3 separate regions of the Sus scrofa genome follow, and all the other regions are linked to region 2. A link is a contact called in public Hi-C data. All regions are on one chromosome and are shown on one strand. Each heading gives the region's core, a stretch centred on a gene start, on an enhancer-like site or on the middle of the called end of the contact. The rest is flanking DNA. Distances are from core to core; before and after follow the strand shown.

What was found. Hi-C and Micro-C count contacts between places; a contact is called where the count stands out from the background.
Region 1: a contact with region 2 is called in a Hi-C map of epiblast stem cells, with 1.6 times the contacts expected there. The contact joins the enhancer-like site here to the promoter of COX6A1 in region 2. A contact is called at or near these places in 2 of 5 promoter capture datasets (fetal skeletal muscle and liver), 29 of 47 Hi-C or Micro-C datasets (alveolar macrophages, blood, brain and 15 more) and 2 of 2 datasets of contacts at active chromatin or transcription factors (alveolar macrophages and skeletal muscle).
Region 3: a Hi-C map of liver shows a contact between it and region 2, with 2.6 times the contacts expected there. The contact joins the promoter of DYNLL1 here to the promoter of COX6A1 in region 2. A contact is called at or near these places in 7 of 47 Hi-C or Micro-C datasets (embryonic fibroblasts, fibroblasts, heart right ventricle and 2 more) and 2 of 2 datasets of contacts at active chromatin or transcription factors (alveolar macrophages and skeletal muscle).

The regions. Positions count from the first base shown.
Region 1 is chr14:40,347,951-40,352,737 of Sscrofa11.1, reverse strand. MSI1 (musashi RNA binding protein 1) reads left to right here. Exons shown (of 14, transcript NM_001315570.1): 5 at 56-97; 6 at 1,614-1,706. Among named protein-coding and RNA genes, the nearest start is that of MSI1, 6.3 kb to the left of the region's middle. Within about 2 kb of position 2,842, at least 24 of the 83 cell types and tissues checked have an H3K27ac peak or open chromatin away from gene starts, as enhancers often do. A contact at or near this core is called in brain, epiblast stem cells and undifferentiated spermatogonia, where this site is marked.
Region 2 is chr14:40,405,882-40,410,578 of Sscrofa11.1, reverse strand. It overlaps COX6A1 (cytochrome c oxidase subunit VIa polypeptide 1), which reads right to left and starts at 1,979. Exons shown (of 3, transcript NM_001190221.1): 1 at 1,842-1,979; 2 at 1,552-1,694; 3 at 1-41. The coding sequence starts at 1,944.
Region 3 is chr14:40,453,316-40,458,066 of Sscrofa11.1, reverse strand. It overlaps DYNLL1 (dynein light chain LC8-type 1), which reads right to left and starts at 2,113. Exons shown (of 3, transcript NM_001195114.2): 1 at 1,980-2,113; 2 at 1,634-1,771; 3 at 1-147. The coding sequence starts at 1,765. The coding sequence ends at 10.

The DNA.
Region 1 (4,787 bases), core at 1,593-4,092, 59 kb after region 2:
ATCTGCAGGCTGAGTGTGATAGCCAAGCCCCCTCCACCTCTCTCTTCTCTTTCAGATTGACCCCAAGGTGGCCTTTCCTCGGCGAGCACAGCCTAAGGTAGGTGAGTCTGTGTCTGGGAGCAGCTCTGTACCACCAGCAGTGATTTTCCCAGCATGCCCTTCCATGGAAGATGCTTCTGGTTGGAATGTTAATGGCATGGACTGGGATGGGAGGAGGGAGGATTCTTGTCCTTCTCTGTGGATCACAGACGCCACGCATTTTCCCATTTTTACTCTGGAGTGAACTAGGGAGAAGGGGCTGCATGTGGTGAAAGAAGGAGGAACCTCTCAGGGGATTCATTGTCCTCTATTGGAAGCCAGTAGACTTTGGACCCTGGGTCTAATTCTGACCTTGGAGATCATAGCCTCTGTGCCCAGCACTTCTAGGGGGTCAAACACAGAACAAACTTACCCCCTGAGGCTGAGCTAGAGTCAGGTCAGGGAGCTACCTCTGACCCCCAGTCACCCTCCACCCCCAACCCCCTACCCCCACCTCTAGGATGAGGTGTGTTGGGCTTGCAGAGCAGGAAGTGATCACAGAGTCTGTCACCTGTTATCTTTCAACTTGGGTGACTGTGGCTGCCCGCTCCAGTGTTCTTTTTCTCTGGTGCTGTGGTGAGTTTTTCTGGGTGTAAGGAAAACAGATTTCTGAGCAGTTGAGCTCTACAGAACTCAAAACTTTGGGTGCAGGACAGGGGTCTAAGAGTTTATTCCAGGCTTGAGGGCAACTGGCCACATCTTAACTTTTAAGCAGTGGGAAGCAGGAGATAGCTGGAAAGCTGACTATGGTGTGGGGAGCAGGACCCCTGAGTCTGCTGGCTGATCATGTGTCCTAGGCCTTGGTCCCTCTCCAGGAGATCTCAGTTTCCCCCTTTGCAAGGGGTTGGTGAGAACTGAGATGATTCAAGATTTTGAGTCTTGGTGCCCAGCTCCTGCCATGGCAAGGGAGAGAGGCGGGTTTTAGGAGACAGGAAAAGGGCATCACTGGAAGGGTCCAGCAGAGGGCCTGAAAGCAATTATGGAGCAGGTATTCGAAGGAAGCCGCACCAGGGAGCACATGGTCGGAATTGGGTTAATTCCATTAAGCAGTTTGGTGACAGAAGGTGCTTTAGTGTTAGGATGGGGCTGGGAATTGCTGTGGATTAGCCATGCGCTCCTGGGGTAATTAGGACCATGTGTTCTTCCTAAAACAGGGCTGGAACCACGAGGCTGCCAGAGGTTGGGTTGGGAGGAGGCTGATGAGGAAAATGTCGGTGTTGAGTTCAGGGGGACTCTGGAATGGGCCTTCGGTCTCTCCCAGGAGTGGCTGGTGGGGTCTTTGAGGTAGGCTATAGGTCACTAAGCCACCCCCTTCCTGACACAGACCTCAGGGAGCGAGCCAGCCAGGGTGTGGGGTGCACAGCTGCCTGTGACAGGCCTAGAGGTGGGGGTCTGAGGGAGAGCTGGGGGCATCCAAGTAGCTGGGGCCACAGAGAGCTTGTCAGCTGGCGCCCTGGCAGGAGGGCTGGAGCCCCTGCTGGTGGCGGTAGGCCACAGGACTCAGATGCCCACTTTCTCATTCCCTCCCCTAACAGATGGTGACTCGAACGAAGAAGATCTTTGTTGGGGGCCTATCAGTAAACACCACAGTGGAGGACGTGAAGCAATATTTTGAGCAGTTTGGGAAGGTGGGTCAAAACTGGGGGTGCCGGCTGGGGGTACGAAAGCCCTGTAGAATTTTGGTCAGTAGTGAGCAGAGTCCAGCCAGGCCATTCCAATGCCTGCAAGAGTTGAAAAGGGGGCAGGGTCCTTTTGTGGGTAAGACCAGGCCAACCCACCATGCAGGCTCCTGGCCTATCTGTGGGCCTCAGACTCTGGATGCATCCCCAGGGAGAGAAGCCACACAGTAGCTGTCCCTGTTGTTGCCCTTCTCCTGCTTATCTTCATTCTCCTGAGGGAGGCTGTGCTCCCGAAGCCAGTTCAATCCAGTCACCTCTTAGCCTCCTGGGAGTTTGCACCTGTCCAGTCCACGGGCGGTTGTACCTTCCCCCACTCCTTCCTGGTGAGGATGATAAGGAGGCAATAAATATGACTCCTGGTTGTACTCAGGACCCTGCTGGCACAAGTGGGAGTGGGGGGCGGGGGGGCGGCAGTGTATGCTGATCTCTTAGCTATTGGGAAGGGGCTGAAGAGACCACCCCAAATTCCTGGTCAGTTCCAGAGGATTGGCTCTCAGCTCTGAGGTGCATGGAGAGCTTAAATTTCTGGAGCCATTTAGTCCACGAAGTCAATGTGGTGACATCAGACAAAAGGATGTCCCCAGAAATGTGAGCAATTTGAACTTCAAGCTCCCATAGGGAGATGGCAAAGGGGGCCAAGTTTTAAGTCTTGGGGTGAAGTAGGGCTACTGTGCTTAATGCTGGGGTCCCTGGTCTTTTCTGATGAGCGACAGGCTGCAGGGCTGAGTCTCACTTTCCCATCAAGGCTCTTTTAGTTCCCTGTTAGGCAAAGGGCACATGAGAACGTGGCATGGGAATGGGATGGGAGCTGGGGACTGGGTGGGTCTCCAGCCCTCTGTCCCTAGGGTAGAAGAGGAGAGAGCAGGGTATCCCCTGGCCAGCTGATGCTGGTGATGTGGGGACCAGAGGCCTAGGCTCAGGCGCCTCTGCGGGGACCCGCGTACAGGACGGAGGGCAGGTCGGCGGCCTGGGCCCCAGAGGGAAGGGCGCTCCTGGGAAGCAGCAGGCCGCTAGGCTCCGGTGGGGTGTCTTTGTGTCTGAGCGCGGAGCATTAGAGCTCGCACTAATCTGATCCAGCAGCTGTGATTGGAGGCCGCCTGCCCCCGGGGCCGGCGTTGCCATGGCAACCGGGCCCCAGGAGAAGCCGTCAGCGGCCGCGTCTTTTGTTCGGGCCTAAATCGGCGTTGGCATGTGAAACCGGCCCGGGGAGGCCAGGGGGAGCCGGAGAATAGGCTGCCAGGGAGCGAGGGGGACAGCCGGGAATGCCAAGGGCCCCGCGGCAGGGGGCCCCCCGCCCGGATCGAGGGGCCGCCGCCGAGGGGGGAACAATGGTCAGCCGCCATGGCTGCCACTCAGGCTTAGCGGCCGCCGAACTTGGCGGCTCCCACTGGTCAGCAGGCCTCGGCCACCTCCCCTCCCCCTTCCCGATCCCCCCTGCCCCTGGGTTCCCATGGAGACCAAAGCCTATTAAGGACACTGGGCTGGGAGCTTCCCTCCCCTCCGCTGGCCCCGGGAGGGTAGGCCGGTGGGGGTCCCCTGGACCCCCAGCCACTTTCTTTGCTCTGTGCCCTGGCCTCAACCTCACTGCCCTACTCGGAGTTCGCCCAGCCAAGGCCCAGGTTGAAGGGTGTGTGGGGCCAGGCTGGGGGGAGTTGCAAGGTTGGGTGGAGGAAAGGCTGTGGATTTGGGCTGAATGTGTTATGGGTCCACCAGAAACTCAAGGCTGCAGGATCAGAGGAGGAGGGTATGGCTGGTTCGTCTATTCATTCATTCAAAGAGTAATCATTGCACACAAGTGGAGGTGCCCAATAGGATGGTCCTGGTCATAACTGACACAGGCACTGTCTTCATGGAACCTTCAAAGCCAGCGGTGTTGGGCCGTTTTCTCTCTAGCTTTGCCACCCTCCCCCATGTGACTGTGGGCAAGTGCCTCTATAATAAAGGTACTACTATTAATCATAATAATAACTGTTACTTATTAAGTACTTACTGTATCCCAAGTGTTACAAGGCACTATCTCATTTAACTTCTCCCTATAAGACATAGTTATGCCCATTTTACAGATGAAGAACTTGAATCATGCAGACATAAGTCACTTGCCCGAGTTTATTTTCCAATTCTGGCCTGTCCTACTCTCAAAGCCTATGCTTTTATCACAACCCTCCCTTTCCAGGTTTCTCTTTTCCATGTGCTAAGCATGAAGTGTCCATCCAGTTTGGACAGCCTAATCAGTTTGGGATTGGGACTCAGAATCAGTCCATAAGGATGGGAGTGAGGGTGATACTGCGCTACAGGGCCCCGGGTCAGGAGCCTCCTTGGGAAGAGAGATGTCATTTAGCTCTAAGATTCTTTAGGGACCCAGCTGCCTCCTGGCTTAGTGGGGGTTATGGTCCTCCCAGGGGGAAGTTGTGGGGGGCCTGGTGCAGCTTAGTGCCTAAGAAGAGCTAGCTGGAGGACCACCCTGTTCAGGCGCTGCCCTTACCACTTTGACAAGGCAGATGCTGGGCCTGGAAAGAGAGCAAAGGAGAGTGGGGAAGAGGCTTGGCCCCAAGGCCTAAGGAAGTTTTCCTTCATCCCTTGGGTGTCTGACCATTTGGGGGAGGTCAGCATCTGGAGTGGGATGGGGGGATGGTAGGCAGTATCAGAGCCAGCCCTTGATTTCCACTGAGGATGAATCAGACCTTAGCTTAACCCCATGAGACAGCTGACATTGGCTGAAGAATTAAGAGGGCAAGGAGAAAGCAGCAGATGTAGGCAAAGGGAAGGAGATGGGACTGCAGAGGGAGGCAAAGGCCTCTGGCAGTCCTAGTATCCAAGAGGATACCCTGAGGGAGTAGCAAGAAGAGAAGACTGGGGTCCAAGGGATGGGGGAATAATATAGACCCTCCCACTTGCTCCTCCCCTTTCCCCTCCCCCAGTCAGTGGGAGGCAAGCAGCCCAGGCACAGAACTCTACTTGCTTTAATTACAGCCTCTAGCAAGAGGAAACCTCAATTAGAGGAAAAGATCCGTACCAGGAGAGGGGAGTTGG
Region 2 (4,697 bases), core at 730-3,229:
TTATGGAATAGGGTATGGTTACCGTCTCCCCAGGGAAAGGGCTGTGGAGTGAAGACGTCAATTAGGCAATTCCAGAAAAGTTTAGAACCAGCACTGCCATGAACTACTTAAAATAAGGAAAGCAACAGATAATACACAAAAACAAAATGGAAATTAGTTCTTTAACTACTGGCATAGTTCAGTCCTCCAGTAACTTAAGGGAGCTCTTATAAATTCCAGGGAGCCCACAAAATAGTAGGGAAAAGCAAGCTCAAGTTCACTACTCATAAGCCTCTGATAACTGTACATCAGCGCTGTGTTTCTGAAAATGCAATCATTCCATCACCTGTATCAGAATGGTAGAGGTGGGTATAGGGGAGGAGATGTTCACTTGAATGAGGATTTCTGGACTTGAAACCAATCTCTGGATTGGAAACTGCAAACTACCCTGTTATTTTGCATGCTACTTTTGAAAAGCATTGCTCTAGGGCAGAGGTTTCCAATCTGGAATGATTTTGCCCCTCTGGAGACACAGGCCAGTATCTCCGGGAGACTGGAGGTGGTGGGGGATACCATTGGCACCTAGTGGATGGAGATCAAGGATGCTGTTAAACATCCTGTAACTCACAGCAGAGCCCCTTGCCCCCAAAAGAATTATCTGGTACCAAATGTCAATAACACTGAGGTTAAGAAACCTTGCTGTATGGCTTCTAAGTCTATTGTACAAGAGTGGGAGTGGTGCTCAAAGACAGTGCTCTTGTTAAAAATACAGCAAGTAATGTAAAATACATTATTACACCTACATTGACAGCCAAAAGATGAAACAGTTGGGATGATAACTAGCGTAAAGGAGAGGAACAGAAGCTCAGTCTCTTCCTTATACAGCTAGTAAATGTCAGATGCCCAGGTCTTAGAGAAATGAACCCGGGGAGTTCCCGTTGTGGCGCAGTGGTTAACGAATCCGACTAGGAACCATGAGGTTGCGGGTTCGATCCCTGCCCTTGCTCAGTGGGTCAAGGTTCAGGCGTTGCCGTGAGCTGTGGTGTAGGTCGCAGACGCGGCTCGGATCCTGCGTTGCTGTGGCTCTGGCGTAGGCTGGCGGCTACACCTCCGATTAGACCCCTAGCCCGGGAACCTCCATATGCCGCAGGAGCGGTTCAAGAGATGGCAAAAAGACAAACAAAACAAAACAAAACAAAAAAAAGAAATGAACCCCCTTCTGACGTTGCCAGTCTAAGGGAGTTTCCCAAACCTCCAAGTTTTGCACAACGGACAGTTGTTTCAGAACAGTATCAGAAGGCAAAGGGTGGGATGACTCGGAAAAAGGAAAACCGAAGGGCATCTACCGTATGACCTTGAAGAAAACTGAGCCGTGAACCCCCGCCCCCCCAGTCTCAAGTTATCCTTCTGTAAAACTGGAGAAAATTCTGTTTGAAAAAAATAATAATAAACGACAATGTGTTTGAGAGGATTAAATGAGAAACTCTACACGCCCAACACCCACGCTTTTAGAGAATGAAGAACTAGGCCTAAGGGCTTTGGAATAAGAGGTGAAGAGACTGCAAGGGGTACCTTGGACCTGATGCGAAGATGGGGGTAGGGGACGAACTCGGGTCTCTCCTCCTCTGCGTGGTGCGACTTCAGGAAGACGTTCAGCATGCTCACTCCCACCCCGGGGAGTGCCACGAAATAGGTGAGGGTCTTCCACATGCGAGCTGCAAAGGGGGCACGACCACTCAGGCCTGGAGGGGACCCGCCCTGAGTCTCACCTCCCTCCCTCAAGGCCTCAAGCCAAGGTCATAGACCCGCCGCTCTTCGCTCGAGTGGGGCTGAGGCCCGCTCCGCGACCCCAGTACCAGTACCTGAGCCCTCCTCGCCATGGGCACTACTCGACATAGGCCGCCTCAGCTGCAGCTGGGAACGACGTAGCAGCCCAGACACCCTGGACCCAGCAGCTGCCGCCATTTTCGACCTAGATCACTTCGGCGCCGGAAGCGGAAGCAGAAAGAAGGGCTGGGGGGCGGGACCACAACCTCAAAAGGAAGTTCCTATTGGGCGGTGCCTAGTCCCAAAGAGCCTGCGCACTGTCCTCCGAGCCCAGAGTCCTTGTCCGAAAGCAGCCAGCCGCGGGGTTCGAGGGAGCATGTAGTCTGTACTCCTGAGAGTATCTGGTTTCTCCCCACCATCAGCACACGGGTGAGGTCAAGAGCAAAAGAAAGCTTTGCTGGGCACACTCTGGCATCCTAGATCGCTCCCTTCAATGAAATCCGTGCACAGTAACTGGAGATTCCTAGCACAAATCACCCTATCTAAAATGCCATTTCCAGAATTCCCTCTGTGGAACAATGGGATCAGCGGCGTCTTGGGAGCGCTGGGAGACAGGTTCGATCCCTGGCAGAGCATTGTGGGTTAAGGATCCGGCGTTGCCACAGCTGCGGCTTAGGTCACAGCTGCCGCTCGGATCTGATCTCTGGCCTGGGAACTCCAAATGCCACGGAGCAGCCAAAAAAAACCAATTCCATTTCCCCTCCTCCCCATCCTCTCTGACTCTGCCCTGTTTTTTTCGGGGCACTTGGACAAAATAATTGTCATATCTTTATTTTGTCGGCATCACAGATTTTATATTCTATTAGGGAGGACAAAGATTTTGCCGTTGCAGCATTCGCAGACTCAGGAATCCTGTCTAGCCAGTAGCATGTGCTCAACACAAGTTTGTTGAATGAATGAATGAGTGTGTGAATGAACAAATAGCAACGGGAAGAAAAAATTGTCATCTGTTATAGCTGATCTCTACAATTCTTTCCCACTCTTTTTTCTTCCTTCTACTCATTTAAAAGCAGTTTTACAAATAAAGATTTTAAATAGATACATAAGATAAAGTGAAGATCATCTTTTTCTTTGTTTGTTTGCTTGCTTTTTAGGGCCGAAACCGCAGTATATGGAGGTTCCCAGGCTAGGGGTCAAATCAGAGCTACAACTGCCAGCCTACACCACAGCCACAGCAATGCAGGATCTGAGTCTCGGCTGCGACCTGCACCGCAGCTCACATTGACGCCCGATCCTTAACCAACTGAGTGAGGCCAGGGGTGGAACCCTCCATCTCATGGTTACTAGTTGGATTTGTTTCTGCTGTGCCACAACGGGAACTCTGAAGGTAAACTTTTTGACCACAGGCTCTTTTAAGATTATGATGAAAGCTATGAATCCTTTTCCTTCTAAGAACACAGAGTTTAAGCACACAGTGTTGGGAGAAGAAGGCACTAGAAAGTACATCCACGGCCCCTCTAAGAGTCCTGTGCCCCAGATTAAGAATCCCTATATAGAGTATTAGACAGGGACTCTGGCACTGGAAGACTGGGTTCACGTTTTGTTTCTTTCCCTTACAGCCTGTATGACCTTGAGCAAGTTAGATAAAATGAATGCTTTGAGGTTCTCCGGTTTCACAAAAACAAAAATTGGGATCATATTACTAAAGCTTCACAATCTGGTCTTTCATTCTCTGAGTAGCCTGGGTTTTTGCATGTTATGGTGTAATTAGAATAGTCAAATCCCTAGGCATCCTCGAACACAGCCAAAGAGGCTGTGAGGCCCCACAATGTAGCTATGGAAATGGTCCAAGCTCGAGGATCAGGAAATCCTGAGTCCAAATCTGGTCTGCCCCCAGTTGTTCCTCCTCTCTTAATGGGAATATAGTATGCACTTATTCATCCCTTTATCCAACAAATAATAATTTATTAAGAATATCTCCACCTGGAGAAGTTACTCAACCGCTATCCATAATAATAATGATGGTTCATTTAATAAATATTAATGATGGTGGCTACTGTGTGCCAGGTGTATACAGTAGTATCCAAGAACTAGAAGCTCTCTCATGAAATGTATAATTCAGTGGTAGAGACAGGATTAAGTGAAAAATATCCAATGCCTGTAATATGTTAAAAACTCAACAAATGTTTTCTTTCCCAAAGGACTTTCATACATCTTACAGGGTGGTATTGCTCATTAAAGATTCTGTCTGTCACAGTACATACTTAGGCATGATGCCTATGATGTTATTGCCAGGTATGCACAACATTTGCAAAGCCTTGGGTGACTGCATTTAGACAGCCCAGGAAACCAAAATCATCAATAGAAAGAATAGCTAATATTTACTGAGCACTTATTTCATGCCCGTATCTATGCTAAGCACTTTACATAAACTGTTTTCCTCACCTCAGTAAACGGCCACTCCATTCAAGTTAAACACTTTGGAATCATCTTTTTTTTTTTTTGTCTTTTTTTTTTGCTATTTCTTTGGGCCGCACCCATGGCATATGGAGGTTCCCAGGCTAGGGGTCCAATCGGAGCTGTAGCCACTGGCCTACGCCAGAGCCACAGCAACGTGGGATCCGAGCCACGTCTGCAACCTACACCACAGCTCATGGCAACGCCGGATCGTTAACCCGCTGAGCAAGGGCAGGGACCGAACCCGCAACCTCATGGTTCCTAGTCGGATTCGTTAACCACTTCGCCACGACGGGAACTCCTGGAATCATCTTTGATCTCTTTCTCTTTCTCTCTCTCTCTCTCTCTCTCTCTCTCTCTCTCACACACACACACACACACACACACACACACACACACACACATTTTATATCCAATCCATTAACAAATCTTGCTAGCTCTTCCTTCAGGCATATCCAGAATCTGACCACTTCTTACTACCTACTGCTACCAAT
Region 3 (4,751 bases), core at 864-3,363, 47 kb before region 2:
TCCATGCTCTTAACCAGATTTGAACAGGAGAATGGCCACCTGGCCCAGGTAGAAGTAGATGAAGTGTTTGGTTTCATGTGTCACGTAACTACCGAAGTTCCTCCCCACAATGCAGTGCCAAGTGGGGTTGTACTTCTTGTCAAACTCCTGGGGGGAGGGAGAAAAGAAAAAGAGAACACTAGAATTTTAGCGCTAAACCAGAGGTCAGAGTTTGCCTCCTAGATAAGCAAAGCCTGTAGGGGCAGAAAAGAGGAACGTCAGCATCTGCACATTCTTAGAATGAAAGAATGTTCCCCAGCTTTTTATCGCCTACATAGTGCATTAATGCAAACATACTTGCAATCTGATCTGAGCTGGGAACAACAGGGGTTGGGGAGGTAAAAGTCAGAAAGGACAGCCTCAAAAATAGTGCTTTGTTATTGTGGTAATTACACCATCATTAACTTCTAGAATATTCTTATTCATTAACAGCAGGTGACATCAACAGTTCTAGTTTATGTTTTTGTGTCTTAACATAACTATCCTACTGTATGACATGCACCCCCAGGTCCAAGAAAATAATATTTAGCGCAAAATACTGCCCTGTAACTCATTCCAGGATCATGTGAAAAGACTTCTAAACAACAAAGCCTCAATTAGCATCTAATCCGCTGTGGGTTAAAATTTTAAGTGGACAAGACACTTGGCTCTCCACTGTCCCTATAAAGAATGATGAAGAACCTGACAGCCAACTGAGCAAATTTTATTTTTAATGTCAATAGCCCTTCTGCTTCCATCTATACTGATGGTGCTAATCTACTACCTGGTTCTCAAATATAGCAAATTGCAGCCACAAATTTTCCAGAGCCCACCCTCGAGTGTTAATTTTTCACTTGGTTACCCTAGGCAGAGGCCAAAACTAATCTTTCTCTATGAAAGTCTTACAAGTCTCTGGTGAGTTAGGCAAAATTTGGCTACTCTTGTACTTCAGCAGGGACATCTTTTAGATTAAGGGGAAAAACATTCTTATAAACTAGACCAATGCATGCCTGCCTTTGTCAAAAGATATTTATTTCTGTTCCATCTGAAGTCTTTCATCGTCTCATTCCCCACTGGAACCCTCCCACGGCTTAGGCTGCCAGCTTCCTTCCCTTCTAGAAAACAGAGCTCGAGAAGTTGGCAGGCCTGCCAGCTTTCTACAGACTGCCATTTACCAATCCCCCACCATCACTACCACCCACTTTCCCCTCAACTGCCGACTGACTCCCCACTGGAGGTTGGCAAGATCTCCCTCCGGTCCTGCTGGAAACACCCACGCAGCTCCCCCCTCCCAAACACCCAGATGGATCCTCCGCGCAGCAATCACGGAGAAAGGAGAGCCGCTGCTCCCTGATCCTAGAAACCGTTGCTAGGTGGCGCTTTACCCGCGGAGCTGGGTAATAAAAAAACTTCGGGCGCTCAGGGTCTAATATTCAGGAGAAGCGCAAAAATCATGTGCATCCTTTTCTAGAAACCTCTATACCCGCGCTGCCTTGTGTGCCCCCAGGATCTCTGCAGCGTGCTGGGTCGCAGGATCAAGGAGATGGAACTAGATTGTTACTCTCCCCAGCTGTGCGTAAACTCCCCGAGCCCCCAGCCCGCGCTCTGTCCTCACCTTCTTGATATGGGCCGCAATGTCCTTCTCTATATTATATTTCTCCAGTGCCTGAGTAGCACACTCCACCGAATCCTGTTGCATCTCCTCCGACATATCGGCATTTTTGATCACGGCCTTTCGGTCACACATGGTTACCTGGGGGGCAAGGCCCGGGCAAAGGGTAAGGAATTGAGGTGTCGGCTGCGTCTGCAAAGCGCCTGCTTCCCAGGCCCGCTCTGCCCGCCCCACGCCACCCCGGGACGACGCCCCCCACCCCGCCTCTCAGGAAGCGCCGGCCGCGCGGACCGAAGAAGCCCTGCGGGGGACGAAGCCAGGTAGCGGAGTACCCCCTCCCGAGCCTTACCAAGTAGCAGCGGCTGGCCGACTGCAACGGTCTCCTGGGGGAGGGGCTGCGGAGGATCAGACCCGTCGGGAGAGGCGGTCGCTACCGAAGCCGTGGCGCATCTAAGCAGCCCCACTCCAGCCGCCGCCGCCTAGTGCCTAAGCCCCGCCCTGTTCCCGCCGGCCCCGCCCCCCGCCGAACGCCCCTATTGGCTTGACTCAGCCCCTAAGACTCTCCCATTGGCCCAGGGACTGAATGGTTCCCTCAGGATCTTTCTCCTGCATTTTGTTGCAGACCACAATGCACCGCTCTCGGCGTCCGTTGCCCCGGCAATGGGCCACACGCGGTGCGGGCCCAAACACCCCTAAGGTGGTGCAGTGGCTGAGTAGCGAGGACCACCCAGCGGCTAGGGTAGTCGAAGGGGTTGTCCTCCCAAACCAAGAGAAGTGATTCTCAATTTACAGAGGTTGTCCCAGGGTGTGTTCTCCAATAAGGATAGTCTTGGGAAGTTGGGTATCCTACATTCCTCCCTACCTCCACCCCACGTCAAAAGGATTTTCCGATTCTGAGGTAGCGATTCCCTTCATTGAAAAGGTATCTGTGAGGGGAGGCAGGGCCGGCTTCGTGGGGAAGTGACCAGTGCAGTCGCAGAAGAGGAGCCTCGGGGTTTGGTTTTATGCTCTGTGATCTCATTCTTGAAATTCTTATTAATTTGTCTTAAAAAGGGACGCCACATTTTCATATTGCATTGGGCCAGCCAGACTTACTCTGAAACATGGCGGCAGTGGGGGGTTGTGGTTTGGAAGTCCTGAAGAATGAGAGAGGGTTTCCTTGTGAATTAAGAGATTATCCGCAAGAGTGGGGCCTCCCTGCTGGGCAATGCTAACTTCCTTTTAAGGGGATGGAGGACCTTCCCAATGGATTTGGAAGTGTTAATCCTGAGTGTGTGTGTCAAGGGTGGGGCATCTTGCTCAGATGAGGCCATCTTTCCTGTGGGAGTTTCTTGGTGGAGATTTATCTCTGGGGCCAAAGTGGATAGAAAGGCATCCCTCAGAGGTATTTTCTCTAGTTTAGGAAGACTAACTGCTTAAGTGGTTAGAAAAAGCAAGGGGGGATTGGGGAGCAGGGTCAGTCATTTACTAGCTGTTTGAACCTCAGTTTTCTAATCGGAAAAGGGGGACTAAATATAAAAGGAAACCACTTAATATGCTTGTTGAGAATATTAAATAAACTAATGCATTTGAAATTCTTAGCACTACTTGGGGCACATAGTAAGGGTTGGAAGAATCTCACCAGTAACTGTCAGCTTATGGAACAGTTACGGCAAGGGCAAGGTTTTCAACAACCAACACTTAAATGCCTAAAATGGGGGGGAGGGGGTCGTTTGCTTTTTGTTCTTTTGGTTTTCTTGCTTTTTAGGGCTTCACCTGCGGCACATGGAAGTTCCCGGGCTAGGGGTCAAATTGGAGCTACAGCTGCCAGCCTACACAACAGCCACAGCAACTTGGGATCCGAGCCAAGTCTGCAACACACACCACAGCTCACCACATCGCCAGATCTTTAACCTACCAAGCAAGGCCAGGGATCAAACCCACATCCTCATGGATACTAGTTGGGTTCACAAAGAGAATTCCACCTTTAATGTGTTTTAGAACTTCCGTAAACAAGTTATCAATTTAATAACGCAATCAGAAGCTTTGTTTACATTTTTGCCTGTTTCTACTTGACCACTCAGTCTCATTAACCCAGAGACTTACAATTTGATCAGAGGCACACAGATGGGAATAACAGAAACTCAGGTACAATTTATGCATATCAGTAAAATCAAATTAAGAGGCTCTTCCCAATTTCAGGTTTCCAGTAGTGGAATTATGGATTTGAGGAGTTAAAGGATGGGTCACTCCTGAAGAAGAAGTTGAAAGTAGTTCTATGCGTCACTCCTGAGGAAGAAGTTGGATGGCTGGGTTAGTGCTCCTACCTGACTTGTGCGTATGGTTCAGAGCTATGGAATCTGATGTGATGCCAGACAGGCCTTTACTTTTCATGTATATATATATATATATATATATATATATATATATATGGAAAAATATAAAATCCCTCTGATCTATGGCTTGGCCAGCTTCTCCTTGTTTGAATAGGAGCTGAGAGTATTTAAAGGGGATGAGGTCATAAGAACGGCAGCTGTGTACTGAGTGGTTGCTTACGGCCAAGTGCTTCTCATTCAGTCAGTTATTCCTCATAGCAGCTGTGACTGGGACCCCTATCCTCCCACCTCCCTCTTGGCATAACATCTGCTCATTTAGATTTGAGCTCAAATGCCTCCTTTCCTAAAGAACCATCTCTACTCACCTTCTTTTTTTTTTTTTTTTTTTTTTTGTCTTTTGTCTTTTTGTTGTTGCTATTTCTTGGGCCGCTCCTGCGGCATATGGAGGTTCCCAGGCTAGGGGTCGAATCGGAGCGCTGAGCGCTGTAGCCGCCGGCCTACGCCAGAGCCACAGCAACGCGGGATCCGAGCCGCGTCTGCAACCTTCACCACAGCTCACGGCAACGCCGGATCGTTAACCCACTGAGCAAGGGCAGGGATCGAACCCGCAACCTCATGGTTCCTAGTCGGATTCTTTAACCACTGCGCCACGACGGGAACTCCTCTACTCACCTTCTAACACCACCCTTCAGTTACTCTTTACTGAAATAACTTATTTTTTCCATTGTACCTGCCTCACTTATTCCTTCAGAACAAATTCACATGAATTTTCTCATAATTTGCTTCGTTATAGTCTATCTTTCCCT